2 separate regions of the Sus scrofa genome follow, and region 1 is linked to region 2. A link is a contact called in public Hi-C data. All regions are on one chromosome and are shown on one strand. The core of a region is the stretch at or near the end of the contact, and the rest is flanking DNA. Distances in the headings are between cores, read along the strand shown.

Region 1 (6,501 bases), core at 3,272-5,771, 130 kb after region 2:
AAATGAGGGCTGGGCTGGCTCAGAGGTTTTCAGTCTGCATCACCAGGCCCACCCCAGAGATGGGGTGCTGGGGACCTGGAATGAGATTCAGGGATGTGCCTGGCTAACCAGTGCCCTCATGTGGCCCTGGGCCACATTTTGACCAACAGTGGCCTCAATCATCTCTGAAGTACTTCACAGCATCTCCGTGAAAGAGCCAGTTTCCTTGGGCCAGGTAGAGGGGAGGCCACCATCAGACAGTGGCCCTGATGACTGGTGTGTGACCAGCAGAAGAAAGACTGGGCTGCCCCACTGACCAGCAGGCTGGCCAAGCAGGACAACTGCCTACAGGGAACTGGAAGTCAAGCTTGGGGGAGCTTGGGGGAACCTCCGTTCCATCTGGTCAGGTCTCTGAGACCACACTGGCTCTGTGTCCCCTTCCCCAGTGGGCCTAGCCTGCCCACTTCAAATCCTAACCAGGCCAAAGTTCACTTGAACTTATCTGTGTGCTGGAGAGCCCTTCAGGGCCTGAGCCCTGGAAGCATCTGGAATTTGTTTCCCCAAATTCCGAATGATCAACATTTTGAGGAGACCTAGGAACACAAGCAGCTGGCCAGAGACCCCAAGACCAGTTCCTCTGTGGGAAACCCATCCTCACCAGCTTATAGCTTTGAGTCTCAATATGTCCCACCCTGTATGTGCCATCAAAAGCTTCCATCCTTCGAAGTTTCCTTGGTCTCAAAGCTGTCCCATCCACCCAGCCAAAATTACCTGCTTTTTCTTCCACAACGTTGTTGACCATCTTAGTACCCATCTCCGACCCCTCCTGGAAGTAGGGATTGTCCCCTTTTTGTTTTCCTGGGAGGCTGGCACATACCAGGTGTTCATCAAATAGAAAATAGAATAGAATAAGGCAAGGGTGGAGCAAGTCTTCCAATCCGAAAAGTGAAGAAATTATTGTGGCTTGGTATTATTTTAGATAAATCATTAATCTAATGTTACAGGTTGCCAGAGTTTAACAAAATAACCATTTTGCAAACAATATGCTATAACATTTCCTGGCAATAATAACTATTCAGCATTTGGTACTAGGGCTATCTCGAAGAGCCCCGAAGATGAACTGCATAAAGTAGGAATGGCCAGTGACAATACTTAGAATATCATTCATTGATATTCATTGATATTATTCAATGATATAAGAATATCATTCATTCAGTTCGAAAAAGTAGATGCTACCTTATAAAATGAAAAAGGATGATAAACAGGGAAGGATTTTTTTCCCAGGAAGACACACAGGCCCACAAGAACACATGCAGAGCTAGTAATCATGATGGAAGCTTGGCCTAAGAATGAGGGAGTGCCTCTTGCCTCTATGGAATCATATTTTTTTTTTTTTCTTTTGAGGGCTGCATCCGTGGCCTATGGAAGATCCCAGGCTAGGGGTCGAATTGGAGTGGCAGCTGCTGGGCTACGCCATAGCCATGGCAGTGCCAGATCCGAGCCACGAATGAAAACTTTGCCACAACTTTCAGCAATGCTGCATCCTTAACCCACTGAGTGAGGCCAGGGATCAAAACTGCATCCTCACGGACACTATGTCAGGTTCTTAACCTACTGCGCCACAACAGGAACTTCACTATGGACTCATATTTATCCCACAAAAAGATGCAGAGACAATTAGGGCCTGTGTTGCAGGAGCCCTGGTGGAAGGACAAAACCTATTTCACATCTGGGTCTGAGGTGGCCCCTGGTAGTGGGGGAGGTTTGGGACCCCACAGTCCCCCGGTTAAGGGTTGTGTCTGGAGTCAAGAGGGGTGAGGAGGAGGCATTTGCAGCCCATACTGAAAGGACTTATAGAGAAAGCACTGTTTATGGAAATAAGGACTGGAAAAAAAAAAAAAAAAAAACCAAGAGTTCTTGTTGTGGCTCAGCAGTTAACAAACCCAACTAGCATCCATGAGGACGCGGGTTTGATCCCTGGCCTCGCTCAGTGGGTTGAGGATCCAGCGTTGCCGTGCGTGGTGATGTAGGTCACAGATGCGGCTCGGAACCTGCCTTGCTGTGGCTGTTGGTGTAGGCCAGTGGCTACAGCTCCGATTCAACTCCTAGCCTCCCTATGCCGTGGGTACGGCCCTAAAAAGACAAAAAAACAAAAACAAAAAAAGAAAACCACCTTCAGACAATACTGATAGGCTCTGAGCAACTTCCTCTCTCTGTGGAAAGTGGCTGAAAAGGAAAGATGCTGGTATGGTCTGAGACTCAGGTGGGATGCCCAGGCCTGAGAACCAGCTTCTAGGAGAGGATGTAAATTAGGTAAAATCTTTAATTTAAAAAAATGGGGGGAGTAAGGAGTTTGTGGCTAAGAGTAACCAACGGCCCTGAGACACTTACGACTACCGTGTGGGAACACTGTGGCAGAAAAGAAATCCTGAAGCCCAGTGACTGACACTCAGGCATCCTGCCCCATGACGCCCCATGACCCGCTCTGCTTAGCTACTAAGTTTGCAGCAGGAGGGAGGACAACTAATCGGCTTCATGGAACCTCAAATTTTGTCATCTATAAAATGGGCACAACTATCCTCTCTACCCATAGGCTTTTTGTGAAGTCAAATCAGATCACAGCAGGGCCAAGCCGATGCTGTTCCTGAAAGCAGAGCAAATAGCCCCTCGGCCTGGCTAAATAACATGCAACGGTCTGCATCCTGGCATAGAAAACAGAGGCGCTCTGCAGTTATTCCTACAGCTGGATGGGACGTGAGCTCCATTCTCCTCTATTTTCAGTCTTTTTTGGTTTTATGTCTTGTTCTCATTGCTTTGCTTACTTCAGGGAAACAATTTCATCAGGACGTGAGAAAAAAGTCCTACTCAAAAATGTTTATAGCCAAATGATACTTTTTGTAATGTTGCAATGACGTTTGGGCTGAGGATGAATGTCCTCTTTTCCCCTCTGGTTGGGAACACATGAAAATTCAATGAAGCAGCACAGCTTGTTTTGTCAGTGAAGTTAGTACGTGAGGCAGTTTTGGCCTTGTTTATGGAAATGAAAAATCTTTGCCATGTTTTGATTCTCTGCAGAAGTCTCTGGTTGTGACAGGCTGAAAAATGAAAAAATGAGAATGTACATGATCCATGTAGGAACTTGGTCAAGAAATTTGGCCAGGAAGCAGAAACAGCACTGCTTGAGTGCCATGTGCCTGCAGCCCCAGGCCAGCCTTTTTTATTTTTTTTCTCACAGCTGCACTTGCAGCATATGGAAGTTCTAGGCTAGGGGTCAAATCGGAGCTATACCTGCAGGCCTGCATCACAGCCACAGCCATACCAGATCTGAGCTGTATCTGCAAACTACACCACAGCTCGTGGCAAAGCCAGATCCTTAATCCACTGGGCGAGGCCAAGGATCAAACTCACATGCTCATGGACACTATGTCCTGTTCTTAACCTGCTGAGCCACAGTGGGAACTCCTAGAGGGCCTCTTCATTCTGAGTGACTCTGCCTTGAATGAAACTGACAATAAAGAAATTCCAAAAACAGCCCCTAAGTCCAAACAGTGATGTACAATACGAGGCCACTGAGTGGCCAGGCCAAGGCCCTGCCTCTCCGCTGCTGTAACAGATGCCCTAGAGTAGGTGGACCCTGGCCTCCCTGAGACAGCGTAGAAGGCGGCCCCCCCCACACACACACATGCTGCTCATTATTCACCAAAACAACATATCAATGCCCAGGGACACCTGTGGCATTCTCCCTACTGTCCCATCTGAGTCTCTCCCACACGGGAAGCAAGTCTCCAACTGTCTTACAATTTTCAACCAGAGATTCTTCAAGCATGGAAACCACATGACCCCCAAATTGTACTTCTAGATAATCATCCGAGAGGAGCGAGGTTGTATGCGAATGATCGGAGCAGCTTTATTCATAATAGATTGTCAGTCCTCTTTAAAGACTAATTTACTTCAAAACCAGAATTTTTAGTTTTTCCTTGAACTGTCTCTGGGATTCCACGTTGGCAGGGTCTGCAGATGCTTCTGGGGCCAGCTGTCATGCTCACCAACGCCCAGGAACCCAAAAGCACTGCCGTGGCCTGGTCTGCTGTAGACACAGGCAAGGTGACCAGCAGTTACAACAGCCTCTCCAGAAAGCCCAGCATATCTTGGGTTTTCTCCTCAAAACATCTTCTCTTTAGTATCAAAATTCACATTCACCATCTAGATCATCCATCCCAGGCTGCTGAGGGGCATGTGCCCAGATCAGCAGTACCACGCACATCACCCTCTTGTTGAAACAGTGGGTTGTTGTACCCATTTTGCAGATGAGGAAGCCAATGCCCACACAGGTGAAGTAAAGTCCCCAAGACACACAGCTGGTGAATCTTGGGCTAGGATTGAACCCATGCGGTCTGGCTCCCGCAGTCACTGAGGTTGCGCCCTCACAGGAGGGATGAACTACTGAGGATGACCTCTGAGCTGCACTGAAGGGGAGCATGAAGTCCCCCTTCCATGAGGGTACACGCTGTGGAGCACTGCTCTGTCTGCTTGGCCAGGCTCTAGTTCCTATCCTGCAGTGCGTGCGCCACCTGGCTCCACACTCAGGAACAGCCTCACCCATCAACTGGCCTTAATGCCTTCCTAGGATGCCCAAGAGATGAGGTTTTTAAAGCCTTGAGTTCTAATCTTTACAACTACTGAGTAATTCTTCACAATAACCCTATGCAGGAGGTTCTGTTGTGAAGAACTAAACATCCCCCACTTAACAGGCAAGAAGACGGAGACATAAAGATGTAAAGAAACTGCCCCAGCTAGTAAGTGGCAAAATCAGATCTAACATCCAGGTCTTTTTCTGACACCAGATCTAAGCTCTAATCTATGGGTCTCAGAGGTTAGGAAAATAAGCTGTGAGGAGAATACTGGTGTAAGAAATTAAGGTTTTAGCTCCTTTTCAGCAGAAGAGCCATTTCTGGGTTCAGTGGCAAAGCAGTGGTGTGGCCAGAGGCTGCTGGGGGCAACCCCTCAGGTCAGGCCACAAAGAAATGGGAGAGCAGCCAATTACAAGGCCTTCATCACAGGCGTGACTCAGAGTCTACAGCAAAAGCCTGCTGCAGCCACTACTCTGCCCCAGGGTTAAGAAATTCCCACTGGGCGAGCTCAGCCCTTTGCATGCTGCAGCCCGGCTTCTGGAGACAGGCACTCTCCCACTACAAGCCATGGGCATTTCGCAATCAGGTTAATTTTGGCCAAGAATCTGATGAGCTTAGTGAGAAACTCATTCCAAATCTAATACAGATCTTTCTCGACTCATGATGGGGTTAGGTCCTGATAAGTCCATCCTAAGTTGAAAATCTATTAAGTAGAAAATGCATTTAACACACCTACCTTACCCGACTTCATAGCTTAGCCTAGAATACATCACCTTACCCTTACATTAGCCTACAGTTGGGCAAAAGCATCTACGACAAAGCCTATTTTACAACAAAGTGTGAAGTATCTCATGTAACTTATTGAATACTATATTAAAAGTGAAAAACAAATGGTTGTCTGGATCCAGAATGGTTGTGTGTGGGTGGTTCTCACCCTCATAATGGTGCGGCTGGGAGCCAGGGCTGTGCTGCCCCCTGCCCAGCATCACAGGGAATATCCGCATATCGCCAGCCCCGTAAAAGGTACAAACTCAAAATTCGAGGTCCAGATTCTACTGAAGGCACTTCACTTCCACACCACCACAAAATCAAAAAATCATAAGTTGAACCATCCTTAGGACCATCTGCAGTTCCTTGCTACCAGTCCTCCCCCCCCGCTTCCGGCATACAGAGAATGTGACGCCTCCGAGCCTTTAGTCCTTTACTCCTCAGGGCACTACTCCATCCAGGCACACACCCTCCTGCCTCTGGCCTTGGTGGGCCAGGCCCAGGTGAGGAGGAAGCCCTCTCCCCCCAACCCTCCATCAGCCAATCACTGGTTGCTACACCAAAAAGCGGTTCTTTGCCTGGTCTAGGGTTAGATACCAGGCAGCCCAGGGAGAGGCGCATTATGGCGAGAAATAAAGATGCAAAAGGCCGTATGACTAAGACGGTGACACAGTAACAAACAAGGCTAACTGCGGCTGTGAAACACCGGGAACAGTCCCACCTCTCGAAGGCAGCCCTTTGCGTGGAGAATGCTGACCCCTAGTGGCCACGCACGGGGACGCAGCGCGGCTGCCGCGGAGCCTGTGACAGTGAGTCACCTAGGGAGCAACTGAGCTCTAGGGCATCAAGAGCCCCAGACCCCTTCTGGGGACAGTGGGCCTGGAAGGGAGGTGGGGGAAAGGCAGGGACGAGAGGACAAGGGCAAAGAGACCCCGGCTGCTAGTCCTGCCCCGCCCCCACCATCCCATAAGAGTTCTAGTCCCGCCTCCGTCCCTCCCAGCTCTCGAATGCTGTCAACTCTTCCTATGTTCTAGGAAGAAATAAGCAAGGAGGAAAAGGGAAGAGATCTGCAGTATAAACGGGGCTATGATCCCCCAGGGCTTACATGTGCCTCCAAAACGCT
Region 2 (6,942 bases), core at 4,400-6,899:
CAAATATTATACCATCAAAATTATACCTATTAGACTACTCCTTACATCTTACAAAGATCCTTGTTTAGAATATTCTGAGTATGCTCACCTTGTCATATACCCTTCCCTGCTCACACCCTTATACTCTAATAAGCATGATCCTGCCCCCTGGCTGTGGCTCATCAGACTAAGAAGGGACACTTGACCCAAAGCACTCATCCATAGGCTGTTTTGTGACCCTTGCTTTGGATTTACTGCTTCAAAACAAGATGAGCTGGGTCAATTATACTCCTTTTTCAGGAGGTGAAATTGAAAAGCTAAAGTGGAGATAAATAACCATAATAGCTGGCCTAAAAGGTCATGACATGGCCGCTATAGGCCATGCGCAGGCTGGAAGCCAGCCTCTAGAAAGAAGCAGAGATGCCATAAGTTTGTTGACGAGGTTCCTGAGAGGCAGTAACTGCTTAGGGACCTGACAGCTTTCTGACTCTGGTTCAGGTTCCCATCCACACATAGCCTTAGAAGATATTCTGCTTTTGCAGTACCTTGAGTGGGTTCTTAGCAGCCAAAAGATTTCTAATTATGACATGGACCTAGTAGTCTTATTCTTTTGTTTGGACATCATAGTCAATAACTACAGAAAAATTTGCATGTTCTAATGAGAGCAGCATTCTCTCAAAAAGTTTTCAATTGACGTAACTCCTACATACAATTGGTGGGAGTACACAGTTCAACTTTTCTGAAGGGCAATTGGGCAAAATGGATCTCAAAATAAAAGTATGTACTACCCAAATGAATTTACCTACAAAACAGAAACAAAGTCAGACAGAGACAACGGATTTGTGGTTGCCACGGAAGGGGGTGGGAGAGGGATGGATTAGGAGTTTAGGGTTAGCAGATACAAACTACTACATATAGAATGGATAAACAACAAGATCCTACTTTATGGCACAGGGAACTACATTCAATATCCTGTGATAAACCATGATGGAAAAGAATACCAAAAAGGAACATAAGTATAACTGAATCGCTTTGCTATACAGTAGAAATTAATACAACACTGTCAATCAACTATATTTCAATTTTAAAAAGCTCTGTGCTGGAGTTCTCATTGTGGCTCAGAGGGTTAAGAACCCAACTAGTATCTGTGAGAACATGGGCTCCATCCCTGGCTCTGCTCAGTGGGTTAAGGATCTGGCCTTGCTGTGAGCTGCAGTGTAGGTTGCAGATGCAGCTCAGATCTGGAGGTGCTGTGGCTGTGGCATAGGCCACTATGGAAAACAGTATGAAGATTCCTTGAAAAGCTAAGACTAGAACTGCCATATGATCCAGCTATTCCAATTCTGAGTATTTTTCAAAAGAATACAAAACCTCTAATTCGAAAAGACATATGCACCCCTATGTTCATTGGAGCATTATTTACAGTAGCCAAGCTATAGAAGCAACCTAAGTGCCTATTGATGGATTAATGGATAAAGAAGGTATGGTGTAATTATAGACATGGACTACTACTCAGTCATAAAAAAGAATGAGATCTTGCCATTTGCAACATGGGTATCCAACCTTGAATATAATATGTTAAGGGAAGTAAGTCAGACAAAGAAAGACAAATACTGTATAATTTCACTTTTTTGAGGCGGGGGGGGGGGGCTTTTCCCACAGCACATGGAAGTTCCTAGGCCAGGAATCAAACCCAAGCCACAGCTATGACCTGAGCTATAGAAGTGGCTGGATTCTTAACCCACTGCACCACCAGGGAACTCCTTTTATGATTTCACTTTTATGTGGAATCAAAACAAATAAACAGGGAGTTCCCATTGTGGTGCAGTGGAAACGAATCCAACTAGGAACCATGAGGTTGTGGGTTCAATCTCTGGCCTTGCTCAGTGGGTTAAGGATCCAGTGTTGCCGTGAGCTGTGGTGTAGGTCGCAGACACAGCTCGGATCTGGTGTTGCTGTGGCTGTGGCATAGGCCGGGAGCTGTAGCTCCGATTAGACCCCTAGCCTGGGAACCTACATATGCTGTGAGTGCAGCCCTAAAAAGCAGAAGAAAGAAAAAAAAGTTTAAAAACAACAACAACAAATGAACAAACAAAACAAACTCAAAAATAAAGAGAAGAGATTGGTGGTTATTGGACGTTAAGGGGTTGAGGGATGGGCAAGATAGGCAAAGAGGGTCAACAGTCTGGTGAAGGATGGCAACTAGACCTTTGGTGATGATTACTTTGTGGTACATACAGATGTGAAATTATAATGTTGTATACCTGAAACATATAAAGTTACATACCAATTTTACTTTAATTTTTAAAAAATTAAAATGAAATAGGAAGAAATGACCAAGAAATGGTTACAGAACATGATGATTTTTTTTATATAGTCACATGATGGGTAACTGTTTTGCCCTAGTCAGCAAATTAATAAGTTAGTTTATAAACTCAACAAAGCTTTATATTATATAACATTTATATTTTATCTAATGTGGTGTTTGTAGTCTTGCCAGGAAAATTTAGGTATTTGACCCTTAGTTTTAAATTCAGCTCTGGATTTATTACATCATTGTTTCTATGGAGAAACTCAGTTTCTCTTATGCAATTATGTAGCACACTGGAAAGAATGAATATTTGTGATATTATTATTCAAAATTATAGTTTATTTCTTAGTAGCTATATAACCTTTTAAATAAGCATAAAATACTATTTTTGGAGCAAACCTGACATTCAAACTATAATTTTGATAGTTACAGCAATGTCAACCCAAGGTGTTAGACTATAGCTTCAACTCCTGACAAACATCATATTTTTATTTCCTGATTCAATTTTACAATAGCATTGCAATCTCATACTAGAGCTTAGCTGAAAGACCAAGAAGCATAAGTCAGTCATAGTTATTAAAAAAAAAAAGGCCAAGTTTTCCACACAGTAATGTTTGATCCCAAACTTTCTGCCCTTCTTCTTCCCCCGTGCAGTGTTGCTGATTAGCTTAAGGTAAGAGGAGAAGTATTTAAGACAATATTACTAGAAATGTGCCCTCTCTCACCATTTTGATTTAATATTGCTTTGGGAGTTTAGGGCAATGTAAGAAGAGAGGTAAACTTACCCAAGAGAAATAAATAGTGGAAGAAACAAACAAAAATCACTATTTGAAGACAAATGATTATGTTTCTAACAACATACCCAAGGAATTGGCTAAAATTTTTAGACTTACTACAATAATAAATGGCCAGATAAAATATAAAATATAGAAAAACTATTAAGAATCTTAACACAAAGAATTACTAACTAGGAAAACCTAATTTTAAAAAAGAGATCCAATTTACAAAAGCAATAAAATATATATAAAAAAGAGTAGATTTAATAAGTGTTTGGCAACACAAACATAATAAAATGTACTGGGCAATAACATATGGGAATAATAAAATATCCTAAAGATGTCCTTTCTTAATATGTTCTTTTTAAATGTAAGGCAATTCCAATCAAAATTAACACGGAATTTTTTTAGGATTTAAAAGGAATGTCATAGTATTTATTTAGAAATGTGAAGAAGTGAGGGTAGCAAAAATATTCTAAAAAAAAGACAAGACAATGAGAAAACAAAATACAAATATGTCAAGTGAAACAGAAGAGATACCTCAGAAATAGGCTCTGTTATAAGGATTAAAAACTGACCAAGCACAATGCAAAAACAATAGAGAAGATTTTAAAATACATACTTGTAGAAATCATTCACTAGAAACTTGAATTATTTTAGGTCAAATATTTCATATCACCCCCCCCCCAAATAAATACCAGAAGTCTTAGGTAACTAAATATCTTTACACTCAAAAATAAGCAAATAAAAAAGCCTGAGTTAATGTTGGATTGCTAGAAGATGAATGTTTTTTGAGTTGGAAGCAATAGAAGAAATTACAAAGGAAGGGATCATAGTTTCATACTTAAATTTAAAAACCCATTTATTCAACTTTAAAATAGGAAAACTAGATAGAAATTAGAGAAATGCATTAATTTTTTGGTCTACTAGAACTTGTGAGGCCTGTTTATCCTTTGCACCTTGCACGGGGCTGGACACACTGTAAATGTTCACTAGATATTTGTTGAATGACTATCGCAATAATTAAGTAAGTAGAATTTGATTAATTACGTAAGACAAAGTAGTGACCCTAGAGTCCAATTAGCTAGCTGCAACTAAGAATGATGAATGAAAATTAATTTCTTTGGCCCCGATGCAAAAGAACCCCACATAGGAGGCCAATCAGCTGAGGAATGGGCAAATGATGGGAACAACAGGTGGGCTCCAGAACTGCTATCAGACCAAATCATGTCACACTATAAGCATCAGATGTTGGCGGGTGAGGGCAGCCAAGAGGCCACACTGGCTAGGGTCAGTTAGCAAATGAATGGCTTGACTCAATCAAGAAATCTTGTTCAACCTGGGAGGCCCAGAGATCAGGGTGCTGAATGACAGAGCTTATAAACAAGCAGATTCAGCTGCTAAACAAAGGGCATGATTGTGTTTAGGGAGGAGAGAGACGGAGGACCACATATTTCTTGTCAGTCTTTTTCTAGGATAATTACTCAATGGAGTGAAGCATCTTTAACCACTTAGACTTGGCTGCTGCATCTTTCATCTGAGACAATTCTCTGACAAGAGGGATTTTAACATCAATATATGATTGTTTGCAATGTATAGTAAGATATATTCATTCAAAATCACTTAGTAGCTGGGGAGTCTAGGTGGCAAGATGTTTCTGCATTATTTTTAGTCTACTTTGTGCTGATAGCTCACAGCATCCAATACATTTTTGCTGAATCAGTAAGTGAATCGGGCATCATTTGGATAAGGCCCCAAAATAATCATTTTGGTTCTGTCAACATCTAGTTTTCCAGTTTGGTGTTAGAAACATAGGGAACTGATCTAATGTTTTCTAAGAATATGACTATATGTGTTTTCATCTTTTTAGCCCTGTTTTCCCAGGGTGATGAAAATAAACACATTAAGTTGGAAGCACAGAAATGTCCATCTTCACTGCATGCCTGGATCCAGTGTTTCTCTGCTATAATGATATCCCCATAGGCCTATCTAGAACAATTTTCCTACTTGTCACCTAGATTGGAGGATAGATCCTTCAAAATGAGTAGAATTTGTCATTGTTGCTACTATTATTACTTGATCAGCAGAAAGGTTATTGGCTAGAATGGGCTAGGATGCCCTGGCAAATCAGTCATTTCCTGGCTATGCCTATAGCAACTTGGTAAGTACAATGAGGAGAGGAGAACAGATTAAAAAAAAAAAAAAATTTCAAGGTCCATTCTTTTATTCAAGGTCAAAACTACAAAATTCTTAGCTATTGGATCCTAAAGTGCTTGTTTCCTCGTAATCCATTCCAATAGGAGAGAAGATTTAAAAAAAAAAATTGTGAAATAGCTCGTAATGATAGGACCAGTGTTAAGCACATGTAAAATGGATATTTCTACATAGCAGCAGGATGAGAGAAACTGATATGTCAAATATTTTAAACTCCATGATCAAATTGGAATAATATCAAACATGATTGTAATCTGAGGCAACAGAATTCAATTTTCCTTGCATTATGGAGATTTCTCTGAGCAGACCCAGGTTAAATGACTGCTCTGAGGTTGATGACACACCGATTCCTAGTGCCAACAATGACTTCAGCCTGATGGCAACCTTTACAAATTGCTTCCTGTAAATTCTTTGCGAAAATAACAAGCAAATCATTTTGCTTGAGAGTGACTTTTAGCTAAGGGACTCCACCCAACAATCTGGATTTAATAAAACAAACAAAAAAAACTTTGGTATTACAAACATCTTTTTTGAAATGCAAGTTCCCCACATAAGTTTTTGTAAAAGCAAAGCATTTTCACTTTCTGTTCATTGAAAACTGAATGGATCCTTATGCATGGCCCAGTGGTTACTTAGTTTTTCTGATGAGTTGGCAGGGAGGGGTGGAAGGGGAGAGAAGATCACTGAAGAGCCACATGTATATATAAGATATTCAGGATAATATTTACAAAAGACTTTAAAGCCATAACCAGTGGCTTGGTAATTCAGTCATTTATCCATTCACTTACTCAGCACTTAATATTTAATAAGTACTAGGCATTGCTGTAGGCTCCGGAGATACCATAGTTGAACAAAACAGACAATACTTGTGTTCTCATGGAACTTACATTCTAGTGAGCTAGACCATAAGCCAAATATTATGCAAAGCACACTTTCTTTAAAGAGGACACTGGGTTTAATGGGCAAGGTAGAAGAATGATTTGCTTACAGAAGATTAGGGGTTGGGAACATTTATGTCTCTGTGATAGGTAGTAGATAAAAATCACACTAGTAAATATTTAAGCTTGGCATTGCTCAGATATGATATATAATTTATGATCTAGTTCCTGAACTCAAAGAACTTATGATTCTAACATATAAGGTGTTCCTGCACATAACACAGGCAGAGAGGGAAGAACAATCAGATATTTTGTATACCATCTGAGTCAGAGCTGAATCATTGCCTTCAGGGTTATAACTGGGGTGAGTGACGTTTAGAATGTTTGGGCCTTTAGGAATTCAAATAGAAATAGGAATTCTTTGACACTGTGTCCTTTCCTATTTGGTAAAACAAAACAAAACAAAAGAAAAACAAACCCAATGTAGTCATCGGCATGACAGGGAAAGTGTGTGTGTATGTGTGTTTCAAAAAATGTCAAATCTGCTTTGTTCATTCTAATGAAATCACTATGATTAAAAGAGGTAGAAACAGAAAATCTGGCAGGTTTTTAAGAAATGGTCATACAATGAAGAAACTTGGGCTTTATGAAGGTAAAACCACAAGACGTCTTTGGGATAATATCTCTGAAACTTTTTTTCTGATTTTCATTCCTACTTACTCTTTTTTTCAACTTTCCTCTTTTCAATATTCTTTGCCAGCTGCAATCATCAATCAGGGCTTAC

Evidence for each region. Hi-C and Micro-C count contacts between places; a contact is called where the count stands out from the background.
Region 1: a Hi-C map of adipocytes shows a contact between it and region 2, with 5 times the contacts expected there. A contact is called at or near these places in 3 of 47 Hi-C or Micro-C datasets (adipocytes, embryonic fibroblasts and fibroblasts) and 1 of 2 datasets of targeted methods (skeletal muscle).

The regions. Positions count from the first base shown.
Region 1 is chr3:79,461,125-79,467,625 of Sscrofa11.1, forward strand. No RefSeq gene overlaps it. Among named protein-coding and RNA genes, the nearest start is that of TMEM17, 49 kb to the left of the region's middle.
Region 2 is chr3:79,332,827-79,339,768 of Sscrofa11.1, forward strand. No RefSeq gene overlaps it. Among named protein-coding and RNA genes, the nearest start is that of EHBP1, 74 kb to the left of the region's middle.